2 separate regions of the Hordeum vulgare genome follow, and region 2 is linked to region 1. Evidence: chromatin contacts called from public Hi-C data. All regions are on one chromosome and are shown on one strand. Each heading gives the region's core, a stretch centred on a gene start, on an enhancer-like site or on the middle of the called end of the contact. The rest is flanking DNA. Distances are from core to core; before and after follow the strand shown.

Region 1 (6,940 bases), core at 2,375-4,874:
CATTCTCTGCCACACCACTCGCCACCGCGGCCGACCTCAGCCACCACTGTTGTCGATCTCAACCCACCCGCCTCCGCGGCCGTACCTCTGCCCGCTTGCTGCCCCCGTTTCGGCGCTCGAGCACAGCTTCTGGATCAAATCAACGCGGCAGCTACAGTGACTATGGATGATGCGTCTGCTCGATGCAGAACGGTGGCGGCGCGCGGATAAGGCGCGACGGAGCGAAGTACTTGGAGGTGGAGGCGGGCCTCCATGGCTCACACGGGGAACTCCGAGGTTATGGCGCGGCAACGACGACTCCTTATGGCCAGATAGAGGCGCCTAACCCTTGCTCCCCTCATCGTATCCCCTCCTCCGGCAGCTACTCATCATCCGGTGAGATCCCCTCCCCATGCCTCCAACCGTGTGCCAAGCACCGGCAAGAAATTTTGTTTTGTGGGGATTTGTTTGCTGATGAATGAATGTATCGAATGTAAGATTGTATTGTTGTAGAGACAGAGAATGGAACAACACCTTCAGTTTGTCATCTGATCACACATTCTCTGCCACACCACTCGCCGCCGCGGCCGACCTCAACCACCACAGTTGTCGATCTCAACCCACCCGCCTCCACGGCCGTACCTCTGCCTGTTTGCTGCCCCCGTTTCGGCGCTCGAGCACAGCTTCTAGATCAAATCAATGCGACAGCTACAGTGACTATGGATGATGCTTCTGCTCGATGCAGAACGGTGGCGACGCGCGGATAAGGCGCTGCGGAGCGAAGTACTTGCAGGTGGAGCGGGCCTCCATGGCTCACACGGGGAACTCCGAGGTTATGGCGCGGCAACGGCGAATCCTTATGGCCAGATAGAGGCGCCTAACCCTTGCTCCCCTCATCGTATCCCCTCCTCCGGCAGCAACTCATCATCCGGTGAGATCCCCTCCCCATGCCTCCAACCGTGTGCCAAGCACCAGCAAGAAATTTTGTTTTGTGGGGATTTGTTTGCTGATGAATGAATGTATTGAATGTAAGATTGTATTGTTGTAGAGACAGAGAATGGAACACCACCTTCAGTTTGTCATCTGATCACACATTCTCTGCCACACCACTCGCCACCGCGGCTGACCTCAACCACCACTGTTGTCGATCTCAACCCACCGGCCTCCGCGGTCGTACCTCTGCCCGCTTGCTGCCCCCGTTTCGGCGCTCGAGCACAACTTCTGGATCAAATCAACGCGACAGCTACAGTGACTATGGATGATGCGTCTGCTCGATGCAGAATGGTGGCGGCGCGCGGATAAGGCGCGGCGGAGCGAAGTACTTGGAGGTGGAGGCGGGCCTCCATGGCTCACATGGGGAACTCCGAGGTTATGGGGCGGCAACGACGACTCCTTATGGCCAGATAGAAGCGCCTAACCTTTGCTCCCCTCATCGTATACCCTCCTCCGGCAGGAACTCATCATCCGGTGAGATCCCCTCCCCATGCCTCTAACCGTGTGCCAAGCACCGGCAAGAAAATTTGTTTTATGGGGATTTGTTTGTTGATGAATGAATCTATTGAATGTAAGATTATATTGTTGTAGAGACAGAGAATGGAACACCACCTTCAGTTTGTCATCTGATCCCACATTCTTTAATCCATGAGTGAAATAAGATAACAGTCCATTGATCACTTCACGTAGCTCCTTTGTTTTGTTTTGCTTGTCCCACTCAATTTCTCATCATGGTGAAATTAACAATGGACGGGTTGATTTCTCAAGAAAATAGGATAGGACTCACTACATTAGTTAGTTAGCTTATTATTTTAATAAATCAAAATGATTATAAAAAAATTAAAAGCGTGTGGTATTTTTTTCTCCCGTTTCAACGCACGGGCCCTTTTGCTAGTTTAAATAAAGTGCTTTGAAGACTTCTATAAATTTTATATTTCATGTTGGACACATCAAATATTCATGTTGCAACACACGGGCATATGTGAACACTAAGGTTATTGTCGGTAATTCAAATGAGATGCCATGTTAAAATAAAAAACATAAACCTATTAGGGCCTTGAGTCATGGTTATTACATTAAAAACATGTATTATTTTATCTCCCGTTGCAACGTACGGTTCTTTTGATAGTACTAGCAAAAAAACCGTGCGTTGCAACGGAAGAGAAAATAACACACGCTTTGAACGCAATATATTTTCATATGACATCACATTTGTGTTGCCGACGATGGCCATCGTCAGAAGTTCAGAACCAAGAGGAGCGATGTGTGAATCCCTTGCATACATCAGAGAACTCGCTCAGATATAATTATAAAAGAAGAATGTAAGCTTAGTACTCTGACATTAGCTCTGTCCAGTGTTAAACCCGTAAGCATCAGTGACAATGGGTCCACATTTCTTGCGAAGTAAATTCCCGCGGGGTCGCGGGGTTATACAAATGCCATCAATAACAGTCGAGCGTCGATGAGCTACAAGTAGATAGGCGATAAGAGTGTAACCCATAGTGAACATTTCCAGCCACCCCCTCTGAAATCTGAATGCAAACGGGAAGCATTCATAAAGTCAACTCACAAGCTCCATCAAGCTGGCACCACATAGAGCACCAACTTTGCCGCTGTATATCGCTGGTGTGTTACAGGCAAAGTGACCAACTAATCGATTGGATCCAATTTCAATGCCGTTGCATCATTTCAACTGACAAATCTGCAAGACTATCAATGGTAGGGACTGCCAGGGGAGATCCCATGGGCTGGAGTCGCGATCTCTGGAGCTAGATGGCCACCTAGCAGTGGCTGTGTGAGAAGAGAAGCGGCGGGGGAGCAACCCAAAGCACGCACCGGTGAAGGCTATGAGGTCGGGCCTCTCCGCTTCGATGAGTCGGCGCAGGAACCGGGTCGTGTTGAGGTCGGAGCAGCGCGCGCCGCCGACCTCCGGCGCCACGTCCCGGCAGCGCGTGGCGGTGCCGTTGCCGAAGTGCATGTCCGCTACCTGCGAGCAAGGGTCAGCGGGCGAGGCGCGAGCATGCAGGGGAAATCAGGCGAGCGAGCGAGCGAGCGAAGGTGCCGACCTGGAGGATCTTGAAGGCGCCGTCATGGCGGAAGCGGAGGGGCAGGGAAGGGGACCGCTTGACGCGGGGCACGGCGGCGCCGGGGTCCAGCAGGGCGGAGAAGCGGAGGAGGACGAAGGCGAGGAGGCAGGGGACGAGGAGCGAGAGGAGGCGGGTTGATTACCTGAAACATCAGGGAGTTTTTCGAAAAATGCAAAAAACGGTTCGGCTGTGACTACAAGATGGACCGCGGGTTGATTATCTAAAACTATGAGGGCTTTTGTGTAAAATGACAGGAAACGGTTCGTTCTTACTTAAAATTGGACTACGGATTAATTACCTGAAACTGCGAGGGTTTTTCTGCAAAATGACCGACTACGGACCATAGAAGCGCTGCGCGCTTTATTATTAGGGGAGACTTGTTGAGACAAAGAAAGCTTCGCTAGCAATTCGGCCGGCCACTGCGTCGATCGCTCCGGCAAACCCTGTGCGAAGCGTCGACATTACGAGGTGAGCGGCGTATAGGATTTTCCTCCCTCCCCTTGCCTAAAAAAAAAAGTTATCTCCCTCCCACCGGCAGCAAATAAAAGCAGAGCCCAATCCCCTGGGACCCGCACCAAGTCGTCTTCCTCTTCCACCCCTAGAAGGAAGTCGTCTCTCTCCTCTCAACTCCGGATCCGCCCTCGCCCCGACCCTCCGTCGGCAGACCTCGCCGAGGCGCAGACCGACAACGACACCGCCGCCGTCAAAGGCCCATAGATCTGAGCCCCCCTCGCCCTCCCTTCCGCGCTTCCTGCCAACGACCGGAGGAGAAGAATTCCCCGCCCCACAGATCCAGGATCCGCCCGCCGCCGGAGAGCCCTAGGGGGTCCCCCCCAGGCCCAGAGGTGACTTCCCCGCCCTTCTGGAACTACGGTAGCATTGGCATCAGTACGAGTATACTCCGTTGGTTGAGTCACTAACATGCGCAAAGCCCTAGCGCGGTTGGATCCCGCGGGCTCTTGGCAAACGCGGTGCATGTTATTGGCATGAACGGGTGCCGGATTTTTTTTTCCAGCTCAGTACCGCTTATGGGAACCCCCGATAGTGAGGCTGCCTAGATTAGGCGATATGGTAGTGCCCATGGTGTCGATTGGTTGCTTCTTAGAAGAGTAAGATAAGAAGGGGTAATGCAGAGATCTAGCCAGGTTGTCCTAGTGAACCTGATGTGTTCTACAAATTATGTTTTGGGGTTGTTTGCGGCAGACTGCGATAGCCGATAAGGACTACTATGCCCGGTGTACCTGATAAACTAATTGTTAGTGTAATCCTGAATGTCATCGAAAACTTCGAAGAAAGTGAAGTTAATAAGCCTACTATTCTTCGTACCACAGTGTATTTGTTGGACGAGCACAATAGTAGCATAGTAGGAAGTTTGGAAGAGCTGAACTTTTCAAAATTGTATTGTTCTGCTGCTTATGGGGTATGGTTCTTTTTCTCAACTAGTGGAAACCAATGACCTTATATCCAGTTTTTTTCCCCTATCTGTGCGTGCATATTTGTTACTCTGCTTGCTTGCACCACATCAGTACAATTGAGCAATACATAATATTAAACTTCTTTGTCCTTTTTGCAGGGCTTTCTCCCTATTGAATCTCAAGTTTTCATTGAAATGGAGGCAGCTTTGGATATGTCACTCGATGATATGATTAAGAGCAGAAGTGGGAGGGGAAGAGGAAGGGGAAGGGGACAGAGAGTTGGTCGAGGCAGAGGTGATGGCCAAAGGTCAGGCAGAGGTGATGGCCAAAGGCTAGGCCGTGGTTTAGGCCGTGGACATGGCGTTGGAACCTTCCGTGGAAGGGGAGTGCCTTCACAAAGGCCACTTGGTGTCAATACTCGCTCGTCATCGTATGCTATTGCCAAGGCAAGCACAAAATCATCGCTGTTTTTCTGTATACCCTCAAGAACCCAAATTACAATAGATACCTGACAAGAAGTGGCTATGAACTTAATAAATGGGACAGCTCAGGCCTCAGGGCTCAGTTCAGACCATATTTTGCATACTTATGAACTGTGGAGCTTCAAAGAGGATCCGAGAGGTTTCTCAATTTGAAAATGCCCTGAGAACTGCCCCTTAGCTGCTGACAATTTTGTGGCGAGATATTTGTTGGTTTGTTCTGGTTAATGCTTCAAACTGAAAAACACATTGTCTCTTCTCATGGTCAGCATGCTGATGGACTATGTATTAACCTGTTGGATACTTATTTCTCTGGATAAATTCTCTGGTTCATACAGGGGCTATCAGCTAGCACCCATTTTATGCAATGGCGTATGGTTTTATAGTTTTGCTGATGCTAGTTGACTCATCAAATACTGCGGATTGATGAGCTTTGGGGATTATGCTAACAATTTATCATCACAATCTGGGTGTGCATGCTGGGGAACATCATCAGTCATTCAACAAAACAAAGGATTTTGCATGGACACATGATCGGTTTGAGGATAGCATGGTGGCTGCTGGACTTCCTGGGATAGAAACTGGTACCAAGCTGTATGTTTCAAACTTGCACTATGGAGTGACAAAGGAAGATTTACAGGTAGCTGGATTGTTATATTATGCATGCTGGAATATTCGACAGCTTCAATCATATTGGACTTTCTCAACCTGATCTTATCTGCCGACAACTGTTTCAGGAACTTTTCTCTGAAATGGGTCATTTGAAGAACTGCATTGTCCATTATGACAATAATAGACACCCAACTGTAAGTCTCTTATGAATGCTTGTTTTTCTGCTGCAAGTTTTTACAATTAAGCACTCGCTTCTGCAAATCTCATGCTACGAGCAAGTGCCTTTTGCCCAAACATATGCCTGATCATGCATGATGCACCTATCGTGTGCATATTAGGTGTTTGGATAATCCATTGGTTGTTTGTAATGAACTTAGGACCTACTAACTATAAGCTAGAATTTGGCCCAGCACAGCCTGATGATACAGACACACACAATAACTCTTGTAAGTGTGTGAAATGATAACAGGGTATCCTTTTCTCCTGCAATATGCATTATATATTTAATTATTTATTCATGTCATATTTGATGTTGCTTGCCCAAAGCTGAATGTTGCTTTGATTTATTGCTAGTTTAGACTTTAGACCTTAGAACTTGTATCCACCAAGCCTCTTCACTGCCCCAACACATACATGACAGTATGACACACACAGAAGCTTCATGTGAACAGCCTTTTTTTTAAATAATCTTACTTTCGATAGTCTCTCCACTTGTGGCCTGAAGGTCCTGGGGTTTGAACCAGCCTCTTGCAGAATTATTATGTAAGAAATTCCCTTCCTCAGACCCCACCTTGTATGGGAGCTTTCAGCACTGGGTATGCCCTTTTTTTACTTTCTTACTTTTGATAGTCAGTGGACAACCTATTTAACCTAATACTCCAATCTTAATAAGTAGCATTATTTATTTACCTCATTCTTTTTTTTTGAATATTTATCTACCTTTACCTGCGAAACATTAGTAAAAGTGCTGGTCCCTCTATTAAATTATGACAGACCATAAAATAGAGCATGTTCTAGTAGTCCTACTTTACAGCTTTGCTCATACTGCATGTCAGAATATTATATGGTTGTATTTTTCATGGATATTCTTGAGCAGGGTTCAGCTGAGGTGATATTCACTAGGAGGAGTGAAGCTGTTCAAGCATTGAAACGATATAATAATGTACGTCTTGATGGGAAAGAAATGAAGATCGAAATGATAGGAGCAAATTTGGGTTTGGCTGCTGCTCCTGCACCTCGTGTTAGTGTTGTTCCAGGCGCAAGAGGAAGAGGACAGAGAGAAGTTGTGATGTATGGCTCTTCTTTGCGAGTGCATCTTTTAGTTAGAGGATCCATGCTTATCAAATTTACCAATCACATTATAGTAGTTTGAACT
Region 2 (7,125 bases), core at 510-3,009, 530 kb before region 1:
CAATCCGTGGGATGAAGAAAAAGAATGATGCTGCATTCAGTCGGCTTTCACGTACACGGCGTAAACGCCCCTCCGAGAGGCAGTTAATTGCGGGGCGTTGCCACTACCCCGCGCCGCCGCTGCAGATGCCGGTGAGCAGCACCGGGAGCCTGGCCAGCGACGAGGACGTGGACGACGACCCTTCCGCGGCCCGCTGCAGCCGCCACCTCCCGCGCTCCTCCGGCGGGGCGGCGCGCTGCTGCGGCGGGCGCACCCTCCCGTCCTCGAACAGCGGCGTCGCCACCACCGTGGGCGCCTCCGGCTCCTGCGGGCCGCCGCCGCCGCCGCCGCACAGGAAGTCGGCGCCGGCGTGCTGCCGCTCCATGTCCAGGAACTCGCCCAGCCTCGTCGGCGGCCCGCTGGCGTCGTCGCGGCACAGCCGCCACCAGCTCCCGCCCCGCCGCCGCCTCCTCCGTCGCCACCCGCCCGCCCGCCGCCCGTCTCGCTCCTCCGTTGCCGCCCGCGTCGGCCTCTCGCTCTCCTGCCCCGGCGGCGCGCGAGCCATCCGCCGCTGCGCAGCGCCGCCCCCGAACGCCGACACGCCCATCAGCGTCCCCAGCGTCGTGCTCCTGTCCGGGAAGAAGGACCCCGTCGACTGCCAACAGATCAAAACTAACAACATCGTCAGCGCACGCAAGATAGAAAACGGCGCAACTGCAACTGACCGCACCCAGCCAGGAAATTCGACGAAAAACCTCGGTGTCCAGGTCGGAGGAGGACGGCGAGGAGTCGCCGGACGGGGAGTAGGGCATCATGTCGTCGTCGAGGTCCATCGCTCGCTCGCTCGCTCCGGCGGAAAGGAGGCGAGGCGAGGGTGCGGTGGTGAAGGTGGGAGGAGGAAGACGAAGGGTTTATAAGCAGTTGTGGATCGGCCAGGCCGGGGGGCAGTTGATCGGGGCTGGGGGTGTGTGGTGTGGTGCCGTGACGGCGACGTGGTGCCGGTGCGGTGGTGGCTCCCTGCACTTGTCGGCATTTGGTAACTTCCACGGCTCAACAGCGCGAGTGCACGACTCGACTGTGCGCGCATATGCTCCATCAAGTTTAGGAGCCTGTACATCATGCAGCCCGTGATCGATCCCCCCTTGCAACATTTGGATCTCTTCAGGGAAGGGAAGGGGTCTTGTGACTTGTGTCACTAAACCCTGCAGCCGGTGGGCAGTAATTTTTTGCATAAAGTTCATGTAAATTCCTCACCAAGTTTCCGGCATTTCAAATGGGTCTAGGACCTGATCTGGATGAGCGTGTGGTTGACTGGAAAGTGACGTCAGAATGTTCGGTTTGGACTAGTCGCCCTGGCACAATTACGCCACTATTGGGACAAGGACTAGGTTTTCCATAGATGTACAATGCATTGAACTGAATGCACTGTTTGCTCACCGCTTTGCCATAGGCCGGAAAAGGTACAAGTTAGCCCTGATGATTTGAGTTTAGTCCTGCTTTTCGTGATCGGTCATTGTCTAGTTGTCTCTTCTTTGGCCAAGATTAGCTATGTAGACGCTTTTAGATCCAATCAGCCGATTTGATTGAGTCGGAATGAATTCCGGGGTTGGATTTTTCAGCTCCAAACGAATTGTCCCCATGCCCCACGAAAATGCGCCGTTCTGCCCATATCCCTGTCTCTATCCTATTGTTCATCGGCTGCGTGGCGAATCTAGCTTTGTTTCCTCATGAACTACATAGTTTACTCGCACTGCCCACCCCACCCACTACATACTGTCTCGATTCTATAGATGTAAGAGTATGGTAAATTGCTTTTGGAGGCCGAGCTCTACGAAGGCCTTTAAATTCAAACTTTAAATTTCATAAAAAATCATATTTTAACATTTTTTTTTGAAAAAATACATAGATAGATGAAGGTGTAATACATAAGTATGTAAATTTTCAGAACTAAATATGTTGAAATGAGGGCTATGAAAAAAAGACAAATCCAAAGCTTTTTAACACATGACACTATTTATCTTTCGAGACAATGAATATGTCTTTTTTGTACAGGTCGCGTCTTAAAGTATTTTGGTCTGAAATTTTACACACACATGAATCCCACGCTTGTTTAGTTGTATAATTTTTTTCAGATTTTTTCAAATCAAAATTTTTGAATTTTGATTTTTTCAAAAATTTCGTCCTCCATGGCTTCCGGGAGCCAAACGTCCTTTCCCCAAGATTACCCATTTCTTTATAGTATTTTCAAACTAAAATGACCTGATTTTTTCAAAGTTATGGAAAACGAGATTATATGGTTTAGACTCGTGTTCACACTAGCATTTTCAATTAACATTTTCTCTACATGGTCCGAAGTTGGAGGAAGAGATAAGTGACGACTAGTTGGCACAGAAGCAGTGGAGGAGGACGGAATTTGTTTAAGGTGAGGCGAAGTCTTAAGCAACGATTATTTTAATGTGAAACCAAAAGAGTGAATACACATCAATAATGCACAATACTATTTTATGTGATTCTCGAACGAATAACCAAGTACAACGAACATGTTGACATATTTCAATAGAAAGACAACATAAAACATACCAACAATGAATCTTTCAATGACATCTACAAGACCTAAGCAATGACACCGTCATATCCTCCTTTTAAAAAACTTCCTTAATTTTATCAAGATCATAACTTTCGAAGATCCTTCTCTCAATGTAACACACCTCATTAAGCCAGCCATCGAACATCTTGCCGCACAACTTAGTCTTGATGATTTTCATCGCTGAGAAGACCCTTTTAATTGGTGTCGTTGCTACTGATAGTACCAATACCAACTCAATGTGGCGATAACCAACAAGAAATATGACATGCCTTGCAAGTTCAATCATCTTTTTAGCCAGGCTTGCAATATCACGAAAAGCTCAAAAGTCTTCAATTTTTCTCATACAAGTACTGAATAGCTCAAGGTTACCTTTTTAGCCAGGCTTGCATCCTATGTGATCTTATGTGGTCAGCTTGGGTCTTGCGGCACAATGATCGGCTAGTTCACACTAGAAAAGACTGGTTGGATATGCTCGTGAATTGTAATGAAGTTGAGAGGGATCAGGTTATCATGTTGGTGTGGAAAATTTGGTCGTTGCGATCATACTTGGCCAATGGCAAGGAAGTACCATTTCCTCATATCTCGGTCAAGTATCTTCAAAGCCGCGTGTCTTCGGTAACAATGCGTTTTAGTATAAAAGAAATCCTTAAAGGGAAGATGACAGTCAACATGGGTCCTCCTCCTAGCACACGAGTGATTTTATTGGTGCTGCCATGGTCGCCACCCCTCATAGACCGGGTTTCTTATCGTTGGACAATTCCTTTTCACCCGTTGACGGCACTACGACAACATGTATGAGTTTTACAGTCATTCACCCTTTGTTTAAACCAAGTTATGTCTTTAAAATAGAGATATTCGCTCCGATATTGGTACTAGTGACTAATGAATGCAAATGATTCCAAAAAATCATCTCTTTGATGTGTTTCCACTGAAAATGGGATAAAATGGAAGAAATCACGTAGGAACATGGAAAGGAGTAAAAGAGAAGATAGAGGAAATCAAGAAGAGGTGCATGATATGTCTCCAATGTATTTATAGTTTTTATTGTTTCATGCTATTATTTATCAATCTTATATGATTTATACACAATTTTATATCTATTTTGGGAACTAACCTATTGACTCAGTGCCTAGTGTGAGTCGCTATTTTTTGCGTGTTTTTGGCTTTTCAGAAAATAGGTACCAAACAGAGTCACGTAGGAACTTTCTGACGATTTTTCCAGGACCAAAAGAAGATCTTGAATCTTAGGAGGGAGTCCAGATGCTGCACGAGGACGCAACAAGAGCAGGGGTGTGATACTTCCATTTTGCATCATGTTTTCATGTTGATATTTATCGCTTCTTGGGCTGTTATTTCACTTCACGGTACAATACTTATGCATTTTCTCTCTTATTTTGCAAGGTTTACATGAAGAGGGAGAATGTCGGCAGCTGGAATTCTGGCCTGAAAGAGGAGCAAAGTTGAGATACCTATTCTGCGCAACTCCAAACGCTATAAAAATCAACGAGGATTTTTTTCTGGATTTATAAAAAATACTGGGCCGAAGAAGCACCAGAGGGGCGCCAGCAGGTGGCCACAAGCCTGCACGTTGCGACCACCCCCACAGGCCGTGCCAAGGGGGCTTGTGGGCAGCCTGCTGGCCCACTGGCCCCCCTCTTCTGCTATATGAAGGTTTGCGTCTGGAAAAAATAAATCAGGGAGGAGCTTTTTCGTGGATTCGCCGACGCCACGAGGCGGAATTTGAGCATAATCAATCTAGAGCTCCGGCAGGACGATCTTGCCGGGGAAACTTCCCTCCCGGAGGGGGAAATCGTCGCCATCGTCATCACCAACATTCTTCTCATCAGAGGGGACTCATCACCATCAACATCTTCATCAGCACCATCTCATCTCCAAACCCTAGTTCATTACTTGTAACCAATCTCCGTCTCGCGACTCCGATTGGTACTTGTAAGGTTGCTAGTAGTGTTAATTACTCTTTGTAGTTGATGCTAGTTGGATTACTTGGTGGAAGAGTTTATGTTCAGATCCTTGATGCTACTCATTACCTCTCTGGTCATGAATATGATTATGCTTTGTGAGTAGTTACTTTTGTTCCAGAGGTTATGGGATAAGTCATGCTATAAGTAGTCATGTGAATTTGGTATTCGTTCGATATTTTGATGTGTTGTATGTTGTCTCTCCTCTAGTGGTGTTATGTGAACGTCGACTACATAACACTTCACCATTATTTGGGCCTAGAGGAAGGCATTTGGAAGTAGTAAGTAGATGATGGGTTGCTAGTGTGACATCCTCGACTTTTGCTACAGTAGTAATTGTAATTAAGCTACAGTGATCAACCGTTAATGATGCCACGTCATCGAATTCCCATCTCGGACCCGCGTGGATTCGCGTCTGTCCGGATCGATGATTTGAAAGAAAAGGGAAGCCCTTTATCGGTTCATTACAAGTGTTAAAAGGATATATATGTAAGGGGAAAGTATTAAAGAAATAATAATAAAAGAAAGGAAAGAAAACTGAAAGAAAGAAATAATAAAAAGAAAAGGGAAAAGAGAAAACAAAATAAAAACCAAACAAAACAAACAAAAAAAAAAAGAAGGAGAAAGCCCCCCCAGCCGGCCCAAACTGGGCCAAGTGGCCCAGCCGGCCCCCCCCGCCAAACCCTAACGCCTCCTGGCGCCACCCCACCCCCACGCCAACTCCCTCCCCCCCCCCTGGGCGCCGCCGCCGCCAGCCACCCCACCCTCGTGGTGGGGCCCCACCCCCACGCGCCACCTCCCTCTCTCTGCTCCCGTGACTCCCTCCCCTCCTGTCGCCCCTCCTCCCCACGATCCCTCCCTCTCTCTCGGCCACCCAACCGAGAGCCCCATCTCGCCTTCCCCCACCTCGCCCCTCTTCCTCCCCAACCGGCGGCCGGCCTTCCCCCTCCCCGCCGGCAGCCCTCTCCCCCGCCGGCCCCCCTCCCTCCTTCCTCTCCACGACCTCCTCCCCCCACGGCCACCTTCCTCCCCGGTGGCCCCTCCCCTCGCCCCGCCGGCCAAGCCCTCCTCCCCGCCGGCCGCGCCCCTCCCTCCTCGCCGGCGAGCCACCCACTCCGCCGGCAGGGGGCCCCGGTTGCCTCGGCCCCCCATCTCGGCGGCCGGCCCCTTCCGGGAGGTCCCTCTCCGGCGGCCGCCCCTCACCGCCGGCGGCTCCACCTCCGGGGGCCTCTCCTCACCGGGGCCCTCCTCACCGGCTCCTCCTCGCCGGCACATCATCACCGGAACCTCACCGTCACCGTCTCCACCGTCACTTCGCGCGAACTCCGGCTTCACCGGGCCGTCACGTCACCGTCGGTGAGCCCCTCCTCGGGCTCCTCCCACCTTACCGTTCTCCTCGGCGTCACGGTTCCGTTCCGGCAAACGGGGCCTCGATCCGTCGACGGTGGACTCCGGTAGAAGGATTCGAAGTTGGTGTTCTTCTAGGTGGTGTTAGAGAAAATTGTTCTCTGTCTCTGTTAACAGAGAGAAGAGAGATGAGTGTTGAGAGAAAAGAAAAATGAAAAAAAAGAATAAATTGTGTATTAGATGCGTATGTATGAATGTATGTATGAGGTGTGATGTTTGTATTTGTGTATTTGGGTATTTAGAGAAATACGGTATTTGCACGGATAGGTATCTAATAAAAATAAATGCGGAATTAACCTTAAGCCACTTACCGGTGGGGCCAATGCACCGCTGTCAATGACAGGGAGGCCCCACGCGATAATTAAAAATAATGTTTTTCTTAAATAAATAAATAAATAGATATATTAGTTAAAATAATTAATTAACATAATTAGAGTATGACACGCGGGTCCCCCGCTAAATTAATCTGATTAATTAATATTTAATCTTAAATAAAAACTTGTGCCTATGACGTTCGGGACCCGCTGGTCAGTTGACCGGTCAAATGTGATGTCAGCCTGACATCGCGATGATGTCATAATAGGATTTTACTAAATCTTTTAAATCTGTTTTTAATTCTTAAATAATTAATAAAACTTTAAAAATTAATATTAAATAATCCGTAAGTCAGATCAATATTTTTTCAACATGAAAGTTGATCAGCAAAGCGAGACGAACCCGGATCCACGGCCCGTTCGTCTGTCACGCGTCCCTAGCATAGCAAACATGGAACTTTTCCATCGTTTCCAGTGTAACCGGTAGTAGCCCGAGACCCGGAAAATATCGTCAGATATTCTTCCGACCCGTCTATGACGGATGTTGCTGCGTTAGCTCATGTCTAGCCTGCATATTTCCATGTCATGCTTTGTGTTGCATCGGTGCTATTATTTATTGTTTCTTCCCCCTCTTCTTACCGGTAGACCCCGAGACTGACGCTGCTGCCGGGTACATCTACGACCCTGCCGATCAGTCCATTGCCGCAGAGCAGCAAGGCAAGCAAATTCCCCTTGATCATTCCTATATCGCCTATGTCTTTCTTCCTACTGCTTGCATTAGTATTTTGCTACTGTTGTAGTTAGCTCCTATATCTGATGCATAGCCTGTTTTTGATGAACTGCTACTTTCAGTCCTGTA

The links. A called contact is a pair of places that touch in the nucleus more often than the background predicts.
Region 2: a Hi-C map of seedling shows a contact between it and region 1, with 6 times the contacts expected there. The contact joins the promoter of LOC123408825 here to the promoter of LOC123407428 in region 1. A contact is called at or near these places in 3 of 6 Hi-C or Micro-C datasets (leaf and seedling) and 1 of 1 datasets of contacts at active chromatin or transcription factors (embryo).

Annotation. Positions count from the first base shown.
Region 1 is chr7H:110,385,797-110,392,736 of MorexV3_pseudomolecules_assembly, reverse strand. It overlaps LOC123407428 (THO complex subunit 4D-like), which reads left to right and starts at 3,624. Exons shown (of 7, transcript XM_045100561.1): 1 at 3,624-3,904; 2 at 4,633-4,920; 3 at 5,450-5,593; 4 at 5,691-5,759; 5 at 6,662-6,855. The coding sequence starts at 4,669.
Region 2 is chr7H:110,911,555-110,918,679 of MorexV3_pseudomolecules_assembly, reverse strand. LOC123408825 reads right to left here and starts at 1,759. Exons shown (of 2, transcript XM_045101864.1): 1 at 735-1,759; 2 at 1-634. The coding sequence starts at 812. The coding sequence ends at 104.